Regions from separate parts of the Gossypium hirsutum genome. Here region 1 is linked to region 2. Evidence: chromatin contacts called from public Hi-C data. All regions are on one chromosome and are shown on one strand. Each heading gives the region's core, a stretch centred on a gene start, on an enhancer-like site or on the middle of the called end of the contact. The rest is flanking DNA. Distances are from core to core; before and after follow the strand shown.

Region 1 (5,828 bases), core at 1,919-4,418, 240 kb before region 2:
TGTGCCTCAAAGAAAAATAGGTCTCAAAACAAAAGAAAGTATGGCTCTTCTAGCGAGGGGTGCCTCCATATTCAAAACCACTCTAAGGTAAAGGGGCTGATCGGCTCAAACGGGTGCAGGCGGTTTGTAGGTAATGGCAAGGCTGGAAGTTTGGGGTCTGAAAATTCTTTGAACGTCATTTTCTTTGAAAAAATATGATCAAGCGATTTGCCCATTGAATTCATTGACACTCCATATTGGTTCATGGCATTCAAAATCTATTCGCAAAACCTTGAAACGAAATTAGAAGAGAATGGCACTCTGGTTAGTTTTAACGGACAAAATGTATCATCATACAATACAACACCTTGCACTGTCTTATTGCTTCAATCTGCTTAGGTGTATCTATGGTATTCAGTAGTAAGGCAAAAAAGTTTTGTAAATTCGTTTTCTTGTGTAATTATAAAAGAAAAGAAGCATAACCACCGTCTTTGATGTTACACGATCTCCAACTTCACGAACATAAGCTATGAGGTTCTTTTTTTTCTTTTTCTTTTTTTGTCTAATGAACAACCAGCAACAGTTTACATGGGAACACAACTCTCTGCATCATATATTCTTTCTACTTTTGAGGGTATCCAAATATTAGATATGCTTAAATCAAGCCTGAATCATCAGCTCTGGTATTAGCTTCAATAGGAAGGAGAGTTCATCCTTGGAAAATTGTGGCTTTGCTTTCACTTCCTTCTTCCCATCCTCCTCCCCATACAAGCTTTTCTCTTCTCCCTCCTTTGAATGGGTTAAATCTGATACTGACTCACTAATCTCCTTAACCAGGTCCACAATAACTCCCTCAACACCCATTAGATGTTGCATGTATACAACCTCCGGGACATTACTGCAAAACAATGCACGGATTAGGCGAATACAATTCGAAACAAATAATGCTTTAACAACTGTTTTAACTTACTTTAATTGACCGTAGGTCATGAGGGAAAGCTTTGATTCTTTGATTCTTCCAACCGCTCCAGGATTTCTAAACACTGCTTTGACTTCGGATACGATCCCCTGCAAGCCATTTTCAAGGCTGAGCTTAATAGCCTCCTCCAAGGAATTCCTCCTTACGTCTGTGTAAATTTCACTTCCCCCATTGGTGAGAAAATATACCTGATATCAATATTAAAAAAAAAAAAGAAAAAGCCTCAATCAACAATGTATGTGCTTGGATGTCAGTGTTGGCAAACCAAGATCAATTGGAACCGGAAAATCTGCACTTACGGGATATGTGCTCTGTAATTTTCTAATCAACCGGGCTGCATCAGGTTGAAAGCTAGAAAACAAGATTTGTCTGCCCTTTGCATTCTCAAACACCACCTGGTCATGAATTTTAGAAGCCGCATCCATTAGTTAAAAACCATAATGTAAATATTAAAATGTCTCGAGTTCCCCACCACTTGAAGGCTAAAACAAGCATTTACCTTCAAGATAGCTTTAAGTATACGTGTGAGTTCCTCTTCCTTATAAACAATAAAATCATCAAACTTCAATTCAACATTAAAGCCCACCGATTGATCGACATTATGGAAAGCCTCTTCAAGTGTACACAAAGGAGCATCTTTTTCAACCTTCCACTCGAAGAACCTTCCATCTTTTGTTTTCCTGTAAAGCGGTTTTCCCTCCTGAATTGCAAACTAGTCAATCAAAAGACCAAAAAAAGAACATGGTCGATCAAAAGAGAAAGGTCAAAGATTATTACACTTCCAGGGTGTTTCTGAGGTCCATAGGAAAGAAATTCAGCCAAAGCAAGTTCTGTAACTCTGTTCTCAACAATGGCACCCTGGAATTGACACCCAAAATATTTAGCAACTTAACCAATTATAGGGTATGAATCATGCAAAACTATGAGAGGAAAGGTGAAAATAGCTAACCTTTTCTTCATGGAGGATGAAGTTGTCATGGTAAATGACAGGGTAGTCATCTTTCGTCACCTACAACAAATAGGTTTTTTTGGTATTTGTTTACAAGATCCGTCTAAAGGTTCTTTGTTCATCCATGTAGTTTTTTTTTAAAGAGAAAAAAAAAAAGAAAAAGAAAAACACCACCAAAGAAGGCAATTCAAAGAAAACAATGGTAAACCAATCAGTGCCCCAACAAAAAGCAGATTCATAACTAAATCGACAATGAATGCTGAATGAAACAAAAAATGAATTAGACATCAAAGATTAAGGTTTAGACCAGCTAAACAGGGTTGCAAGTGGGATCTCTTTCATTGTGGGGTTGGCCGGGCCACCTGACGACCTACCGGGCATGAGACAACAACCTCATCCAGATCGACATTACGAGTCCCCATTAAAACTAGTTATCAATTTCGCGGCGAATAGAGACAGAACCTCACCGCTTTTTTTCTTAGTTTGGTAGGGTAGATAATAATAATAACAACAATTAAAAAAAAAAGGGAAAAGGAAGAAAAGGAAGTTCTAAGAAAGGGCAAATAATACTGAAAGACAAATGTTTGCTCTCTCTCTCTCAAAAACCATCGGCGGATTTGAGAGAAACGTGGAAGTTAGTTTAATTGCGGGGCATGCCGCCGGTTTTATACCGGGATACGCTATGTTTGGTGAAAGGGAGGAGAGAGATGGTAGGCTCACCTGAACGTCAAATTCAATGAAATCGATAGGAAACTTAGCCGCCTCATTGAAAGAAAGAATAGAATTCTCTTTGATGGATTTCATTCTGGGATCAGGCGATTGCAACATGTTCATTCCGTTCCCTCTGTGACCCACTACTAGAAACTTGGGAATGTTGCATTCGCATATTTTATCATCATTAACACCTATTCATATACCCCCATTAAAACAAGATCTTTTAAGCTAAAAAGAAAAGAAAGGTAGGGTGGAGATTGAAAATTCAACAACTTTACCTGCTCGGAAACGAGTTGAGCAGAGTGCTAATGCAGCATTCTCAGGGACTTGATCAAGATTAGGCACATCACAAACATGAACCGCTTTGAGAGCCATGGCCATATCTTGTCTATTCTTTTCTAATGAATTGGCTAAGATTCATTGAATTTAAGAAAGGGGTCAGGTGACGGTGGAAACAGGCATAGGAACTGTTTAACAAGATCACATGAAAAACAAAGATGGGAAGTGGAGAATTTAAACCGACTCCAGAAACATTTTTCATCTCTTTGGAATATTTGGCCATTTATTTTATAGATTTATTTTAGAGGGAGCACACTTGAAACTTAAGATGGAATATTCCGTAGGTAGAGGACAGGAGAAAATCACGGTCGTTTACATTTTTACCATTTTTTTCTTTTCTTCTATTTTTGGTTATCCGTTAGTTATATTACTTATTATAGTTTCACTTGTTGATAAACATAGTAAAAAAAATTAATAGATAAAGAAATTATTCCTTTATTAAGTGACTATATTGATAATTAATTTTATCATAATAAAAGAAAAATCGTATTATTGTTAGCTTACAACATTGAAATTATGAGAGCATTTTATATATAACTATATTAATTATATTAATGATGAGTAAATTATATTAATTAATTATTGTATAGTTAAATATATTACGTGTGGGCTTTGCGGGGATCTCATTTTTTTTTACCAGGAAAGAAGAAGAAAATTGTAGAAGGCTGTGGAATTGGAAGGACAATCTATACAATACATAAATAAATATTTTAATAATCTATTATTTTGGTTCAGAATTTTCGTCCATGAAAAGTACCTTCCTGAATTTCATTAACCTTCCAGAAATTTTCAAATCTGCTCATACGTAAATAGATTAAACTAGCTAGAATTGTGATTCTTTTTTTGTATGGATACAGGGCTGGCAAATGTTTTATGCTGTGGCTCCAAACCAATTAGTGAAGAACATGACTACGAAAACAACACTGAAAACAAACAAAAACAATCTCAAGAAAACCCAAAGCAAACAACGCATGTTCATCAGATTCTTGACTAGACATAAGTATCCAAACTAAAGTCTTGCCCTAGATTAAGTTCATCGACCAGCAGTTTCTCTAGTACATCGGTAATGCTAGGATGCTATAGTTCAAGTGAACAGTCTCCAATGACCAATAAAAAGGAGGAAGGCTAAAATGACATAAGATCAACTTTGTAATTAATTTCCAGTGTTTGTTTGTTGGTCTTCCACAATCACTTGGTTAAGTTGCAACTTGTTTAATAGTTATTCCTGTATCTGCTCACAAAGATTAATTGTTTTTTTTTCTTTCAATTTGGTAATAGAGTTAAGACATTTGACATAGTAAATTTGATCCCACTTGATTTTCACTCACAAAATTGAATAGATTCAACTATGCCTATTGAAAAGTCAGGATGAGAGTTTTCATCAAGTTTATAGATGAGAAAACATAATGTTCTATCATGACAAATTTGAAGACACCAACTACAAATGTCGAGGGAGTTAAAATATAAAAGTCTGAAGCTACATGGACTAGTGAAGAAGAGAAGATTGCTACTGAAAATTCTAAAACACAGAATATCATATTATGTGGTATTGATGAACCAGAATTTAAGGGAATGATCTAAATCATAAGGAGTAATATGTAAAGAAAATTTAAAAAGAACTAAAGGGGATTGAAAACGTACGTGAAAAAGAATATATAAAAATTTACACCATTCTAATATTTAATATGATATATATTTTTTCTTACAGTAAACAGTCTTATGTTTTGTATGGTAATATGTAATAATTATATATTATTTTGATTAGGATTTTTGACGTATAAACTTAATAATTAGGTCTACTTTGATACTTGTATCTTTTTAAAATTTATTTTAATACTTGAACTGAAGCTAAAAATATACCTGCATCAAAATTGAGCAAATATCATTAATCTAAGTTCATGGCAAAAATTGTTGAAAAATATGGACATCACATATATAATAAAGATAATTACATGTTATTATTTACTATCTATTAGCCTAAATTAAGAGTGATCTAATTTGGTTAAAGTTTTATTGAGCTTTAATTATTAAATAAAGTATGAGTTAAATATGTGTAGATACTATAGTAATTAAGTTCTAATCAAATTCTAATTAATGATGTGTTAATTAGGAATTAGGGCTAATATGTCAAAGTTATAAATATTAGGGTTATGGTCCCCAAATTACATACAATATATATTTTTTTAATATCCCATTATTAGGAAGGAAAGAGATATCAAATATTATCTAAATTTCTTGTGTGCTAATTTAGAAAATCAAATCCTCAAGATTTGTAGATTTCAAGGGATCCATGAATTCAGATACGCTTCTGCATCTAGTTTTATACTTGTATTATTCTTGATGATTTGATATGACAGATTTTGCTTTATGATTTCTTAAGTTTTATATCATATATTAATTTATGATTCTAACAAGTGGTATTAAAGTCTCGTCGTATTGAATCATTGGGAATTAATTAATATTCTTTCTTTTTTGAATGATTTATGAAATTTTAGGGTTTTGATTTTAATCTTTAATTTGGATTTTTTTAATTGATGAATTCAATTATTAGGGTTTGAAATATGCTTTTAGTTTATCAATTAATAAATAAAGATGGTTTGTTTATTTATTTATTTTCTATTTGCATGTTTTGTTTCAATTTCAGTTCATGTTTGCGCATATGTAATTATTATTATTATTATTTTTCCATATAAGCCATTTAATTTAATGTTAAAAAAATTCACAGTATAGAAATTGATTGATATATATGTTTCGTTTATATATTTATAATATATGCACGTTATGATTGATTCAATGTATGAAATGCATGATTAGTTCATATACATGTTTCGGTTATATATATAATATATGCATATTGTTTTGGAAAAG
Region 2 (5,920 bases), core at 1,943-4,442:
TTATTTATTGAAATTAAAAAAATGAATAAAATATTTATTTTTTTAAAAAATAAAAATTCATAAATAAATAAACGGTGCAAACAATGATATAATGAATGAAAAATATTAACATATAATATAAAAGCATCAAGAGAAAAATGGAAACAATATTTACAATAAAAATAAAATAATAATAAAAATAATGATATGCTAATAATATAATAAGAAAAGCAAACTGATACAGAATGGGTAAGAAACAAAAATAAAAGAGTTAGAAATACATCGAAGCAAATAATAAATACGACAATAATATTAAAAATAATAATAGTACATGCGATATTAAACGTAATAATAGTATTAAAGATGAAATAAAAACAATGAATATATATACATATAATAATAATTAGTAAAGTAATGAAAACATGATGTTAAAAACATTAATAATGCGACCTATATACATATGTATATACACTAAAATATAAACATAATAATAGTATTGCAAAGTATATACATAGTATTAAAGATATATACATATTAGAAATAATAATATTAAAAACAACTATTAATAATACTACATAAATATACACATATATATATATTAAAAATATATACATAATAATGATGTTACAAGTATGTACATAATATTTATATAAATAGTAATGGTGTTAGAAATATATAATATATAGTGTTTGAAATATATACATAAAATAGTATAAAAAAATATAACTAGTAATATTAAAATATATACATAATAATATTAAAAAATATAATATTAAAAAAATTATGTACATAACATATATAAAAAATATATACATAAGATAATATGTAAAAAATATAATATAGTATTCGAAATATATACATGATATATATAAAAATACAATATTAAAAAGTGTATACACGTAATATATATAAAAAAATGCATATATAATATAATATTAAAATATTTACATAATATATACATATTAGAAATAATGATGTTAAAAAACACCTATTAATAATATTACATAAATATATACCTATATGTATATTAAAGATATATACATTACATATTAAAGATATATACATATATAATAAAACATATACTAATATTAATAATAATAATAAGGATAATATAAAAATATATACATGAAATAATATAAAAAATATATAACTAATGATATTAAAATATATATACATGAGATAACATAAAAATATATGAATAGGAGGATATTTAAAAATATATACATAATATATATAAAAATATATAATTAATAGTATTAAAAATACTTACATAATATATATGAAAAGCATATACAATATATATATATTAAAAATAACCATAGTACTATATAAATATATACATATATATGTGCACATAAATACTAATTGAAACTAAATATTAGTACTAATAATAATAACAAAATATTGATAATAGATATAATAATGATATTAATAAAATATAATAGTGTAAATAATATCAAAATAAAATAAAATACGTAAAAGAGGGTGCAAAAGGATAAAATTTAAATTAAAACAATATTTTGGGGTAATTTTAAAAATAAATAAAGGAAAACAGGATTGATTTGGATGTGCGCAAAACAAGGGAGGACTAAAAAAGCAATTATTCCTCCCCTCAAATCACAACACAGCAAGAGGGACTAAATCGCAAAGCGATATATACTTTAGGGCCAAATTAAAAAACGAAAAAGTACTTGATTGTAAAAGTATGAAAATGCAAAAGGACCGCGCGCGCAATAAAACCCTAAGAGCAAAAACACGCGGATCCTGAGTGGGTAGGGTCTAGTCGACCCGATCTAGGACAAAACGACGTCGTTTTGGGAGGCTATAAAAGGCCAATTTTTTTCAAAAAAATCATTTGCAGCCAAAGTGAAGAAAAATAAAAGGGAGAGAGGAAGCTGAGGGAGATTTCCGGCCACAAGGCCAGTCACCGTCCGATCGGCGGACTATAGCCGGACCGTCGTCGGCCATCGCCGCCAGCCACCGTGCACGATGGCCGGAAAAGGTAATTTTTTTCTTTTATTTTTTATTTTCCTTTTTATTTATTATATATGTATAACAGATTTGGAAGAAAAAAGAAAAAAATAAAAAAAATTGAAAATGAGAAAATAAATGATAAAGTCACCTCTTTTAGTGCTCCGATTTGATTCTTTTGTATGAGATCTCTATGTTTTTTATGTTTGAATTTCTGTTTCGAATATTTCGTGTTTGTATTTAAGAAAAATGCCCCCCCTTTACACTGATTTTCAATTTGGCTTTTATAGCCATGTACATTATTTTTTATCATTAACTGTCCCCTCTCTTTTGATCTTTGCAGGCGAGTGGGTGCTAACACGGGCGGTAGAGGTGACCGATGGTGCAGGCGGTCAGTGGGTAGTTAGTCGGTGTCAGAAGCAAGTGGCGTCGAAAGTTGAGGCTAGGGTTAGGTTTTCCTTTTTTTTGTTTTCTAATTCGAGCTATACTATTGGGCTAAGGGATTTGGGTCTGAATTGTTTTGGGTTTGGGTAGATTGGGTTCAATTTAGTTTGGGTTAAATTTAGGGATTAGGCTTGGGTTAAAATGGGTTACTTGGGCTAATTGGTATTGGGTTTGCTGTAAATGGGTTTGATGTATGTTGGGCCTAAAGTGTAAACGGGCCCAAAATTGGCCTACAACAATCCCTTAACATAAACACAACATAATAAGAAAATAAAATCAAAGGGACAGTAAAAATAGAATTGACAAAGACTGGTTGTGAACTCTAGCTTGTAATATAATATCATCCCATCCAATCAGTTAGAGAAGAAAGCTAATTATGTACCAAAAAAGACGGAGAAACTCTAGGTAAAAAATAACTTTCCATATTTATCACGAGCCTTCATAAGAGCTTCCTCAGCACTCTTAGCAACTATGTATTCCTCTTTACAGTCTTTTCCAACAATGTACCAAACAGGTATGCCTCTTCACAGCCTTTACCAACAATGTACCAAACAAGTATGCCTCCTCACAGTCTTTTCCAACAATGTACCAAACAGGTATGCGATGCCCCACCACAGCTGTCTGCTTATGCACCAATCCTTGATATTTGTCCGCTAATGATTATAAATCTGTAATTAAAATAAACAGAAGTGAGCAAAGGCAGAAACTAGCCAGCAGAAGTAAACTTAAAGTAAAATATCGATTAAATAGGAAGAAAGGTTAGAAAGGTCCCAGATGACAGTAACATGTGTTGAGAGGTGTTGAACTATGAAGAATGACAAAATGTGGCCATTCTCTCAACAGGGAGGAAGATTTAGCTAGATGGAGACTAGAAAATGACTAAAATGGTACCATCATCGGACATGATTGTGTCCTACCTGGAAACATGCATGTTTTCCAAAATTTTCCTTATGCTTAGAAGGTCCTTTAATTTGTGTTCGCTTAAACATGTTCACATGAGCATAAAATGCAGGTACTTTAATTAGGAAACGTAGATAAGGTAGAACAGCATGAGTTAAGGGAAAATGATAAGGTGAGTAAAGTTAGAGTCCATATGAAGAGTTATGCTTTCCATCATACCTTCTCAAATCTTTCAGGAATAATGGAAAATTCTCCCTTTTCAATTGCAAGAAGAGCTTTTTCAGCTAAGGGTTGCATTGTTACAAAAAATTGGAAAAGTAGGTAGAAAGAGGCCTCTTCCTCTCCCACTTACTCACAAGCTACAGCCACTGGGATTTCCTATGCCAAAGAAACACGTTAAGAAGGCTTCTCTTGGGGTAATCTTATCTCGTGCTTCTGTATTTCTTCAAACCGCTTATCTGCGACAATAGTTATTAACTCACAACAGGCATTTTAAAGTATGCAGATGTGGGTTTGAAAGCTAAAATGAAGAAAACTATGTAAAGCAAACAGGTACAGACACGGAAAGAATTTGAACAGAAAATTTATAGAAGAAATAAGAGATTGAGAGAAAAGAGAAAAGAAACAAGAGAGAATACTGGAATTGTGTTAAAACTTTTCATAACCGTTTTTGTTCCTTCTGTCGAGTATATAAGGAATTCAAATAACAACCCACACTAACATTACAATAGACTAAAACACATCGTTTAACTAATAGCAAAAACGCACCGTATACTAGAACAGAAGTGAGATAAAACGCAGCGTACAACACAAGATAATTAACAGAAATAACGAAAATAAGAAAACCATTCCATAACAAATACTCCCTTCCTGAAAAGGATCTTTGTCCTCAAGGATCAAATGCAGGAAAACGACTCTGAAAAGCCTGTAGACTTTCCCAAATGGAATCCTCAGGGAAGGTGTGCGCCCATTCAACGAAAACCTTCACAGCAGCATGGTTCCCCTGTTTAACCATTCGTCTATCCAGTATTCAAATTGGAGTCTTGAGAAGAGCACCATCAGACCCCATAGGTGGCAAGGTAGAAGCACTCACTGCTGAACCAATATGCTTCTTTAACTGAGAGACATGAAACGTAGAGTGGATACGAGCATTAGGCGGTAATGACAGTTTGTAGGAGACCTGTCCAACACGAGCTTCCACAGGAAAAGGTTTAAAATACCGAGGTGACAACTTCTGGTTCTTGAATTTGCGCAGAGAATGTTGGCGATATGGTTGGAACTTCAAATACACCAAGTCGCCCACCTGGAATTCCCGCTCCGAACGATGCTTGTTTGCCATTTGTTTCATTCGGTCCTGAGCTCTAGTAAGATGAAACTTTAAAACTTGGCGCATAGCCTCCCGGTGTTGCAATGTACGATCAACAGTAGCCACTGAAGAAGCTCCAGGCAAGTAAGGCAAGTGAATAGGTGGGTCTTGTCCATAGAGAGCCGCGTAGGGAGTTGTTTGAATGGCTGAATAATAGGAGGTATTGTACCACCACTCCGCCAAAGGTAGCCAAGACGCCTAAGAAAGAGGTTTTTCCCCAGTCATACACCTCAAATAACTCTCTAAACATTTGTTGAGAATTTCTATCTGGCCATAAATTTGAGGGTGGTAGGTAGTAGACAGCTTTAATTTGGCCCCCAAACGTCGAAATAATTCCTGCCAAAAGTTACTCAAGAAAATTCGATCGCGATCAAATACAATCGACTCAGATATGCCATGCAACTTGTAAATATGATGAAGATATACTTGAGCCACAGTGAAAGCAGTGACAAGGTGAACCAAGGTAACGAAATGACCATACTTGGTCAAACGGTCAATCACCACAAAAATGGCAGAATGTCCTTGGGATAATGGCAGACCTTCAATGAAATCCATACTAATGACCGATCAAGCACGATCCGGTATAGGCAACGGTTGCAAAAGCCCAGGATAAGCAGAATTGTCAGCTTTGCAGCGTTGACAGACAACACATTCACGAACCCACTACTTAACATATTTAAAAAGACCCTTCCAGTAAAGCAAGGCCAAAATCTGGTGATGGGTAGCATGGACACCAGAATGACCCCCCAAAGCACTATCGTGAAAAAGTCCAAAAATGTGTCTTTGAAGCTGGGAATCATTGCCTACCACAACTTTACCCCGCCTGCGTAGAAAGGTACCAGTCATTATACCAATAACCGTAGCAGAAGGATTTTGTCCAAAGTACTGTTCAAATAAAGAATGAAGTTCAGATCTTACCTCCGAACGCACCTCCGACTTAATTCCTTCTTGAAAATCCTTCAAACGCGCATCAATCCGTGCATCCAGCTGAGAAAACTCAACCTGCAACTGAGTAAGTTCTCCTTGCATCATGCCAAACTCTTGCATTCTTGTAGTCACTCCCTCCACAGCCATGAGAATCGACAGAGCTCTGATACCTTTGTCACAGAAAGAATTTGAACAGAAAATTTATAGAAAAAGAAAGAAGAGATCGAAAGAAAAGAGAGAAAAAAATAAGAGAGAATACTGGAATTTTGTGTTAAACTTTTCATAACCGTTTTTGTTCCGTCTGTCGAGTATATAAGGAATTCAAATAACAAC

What was found. Hi-C and Micro-C count contacts between places; a contact is called where the count stands out from the background.
Region 1: a Hi-C map of fibers shows a contact between it and region 2, with 2.1 times the contacts expected there. The contact joins the promoter of LOC107886704 here to the enhancer-like site in region 2. A contact is called at or near these places in 7 of 34 Hi-C or Micro-C datasets (callus, fibers, leaf and 1 more).

What each region holds. Positions count from the first base shown.
Region 1 is chrA03:104,080,344-104,086,171 of Gossypium_hirsutum_v2.1, reverse strand. LOC107886704 (glycerophosphodiester phosphodiesterase GDPD1, chloroplastic) reads right to left here and starts at 3,168. Exons shown (of 8, transcript XM_016810754.2): 1 at 2,900-3,168; 2 at 2,628-2,812; 3 at 1,908-1,967; 4 at 1,736-1,816; 5 at 1,458-1,658; 6 at 1,258-1,353; 7 at 950-1,146; 8 at 414-877. The coding sequence starts at 3,002. The coding sequence ends at 640.
Region 2 is chrA03:103,837,168-103,843,087 of Gossypium_hirsutum_v2.1, reverse strand. It overlaps the pseudogene LOC107887735. Among protein-coding and RNA genes, the nearest start is that of LOC107888111, 25 kb to the right of the region's middle. Within about 2 kb of position 3,192, at least 1 of the 9 cell types and tissues checked has an H3K27ac peak or open chromatin away from gene starts, as enhancers often do. A contact at or near this core is called in fibers, where this site is marked.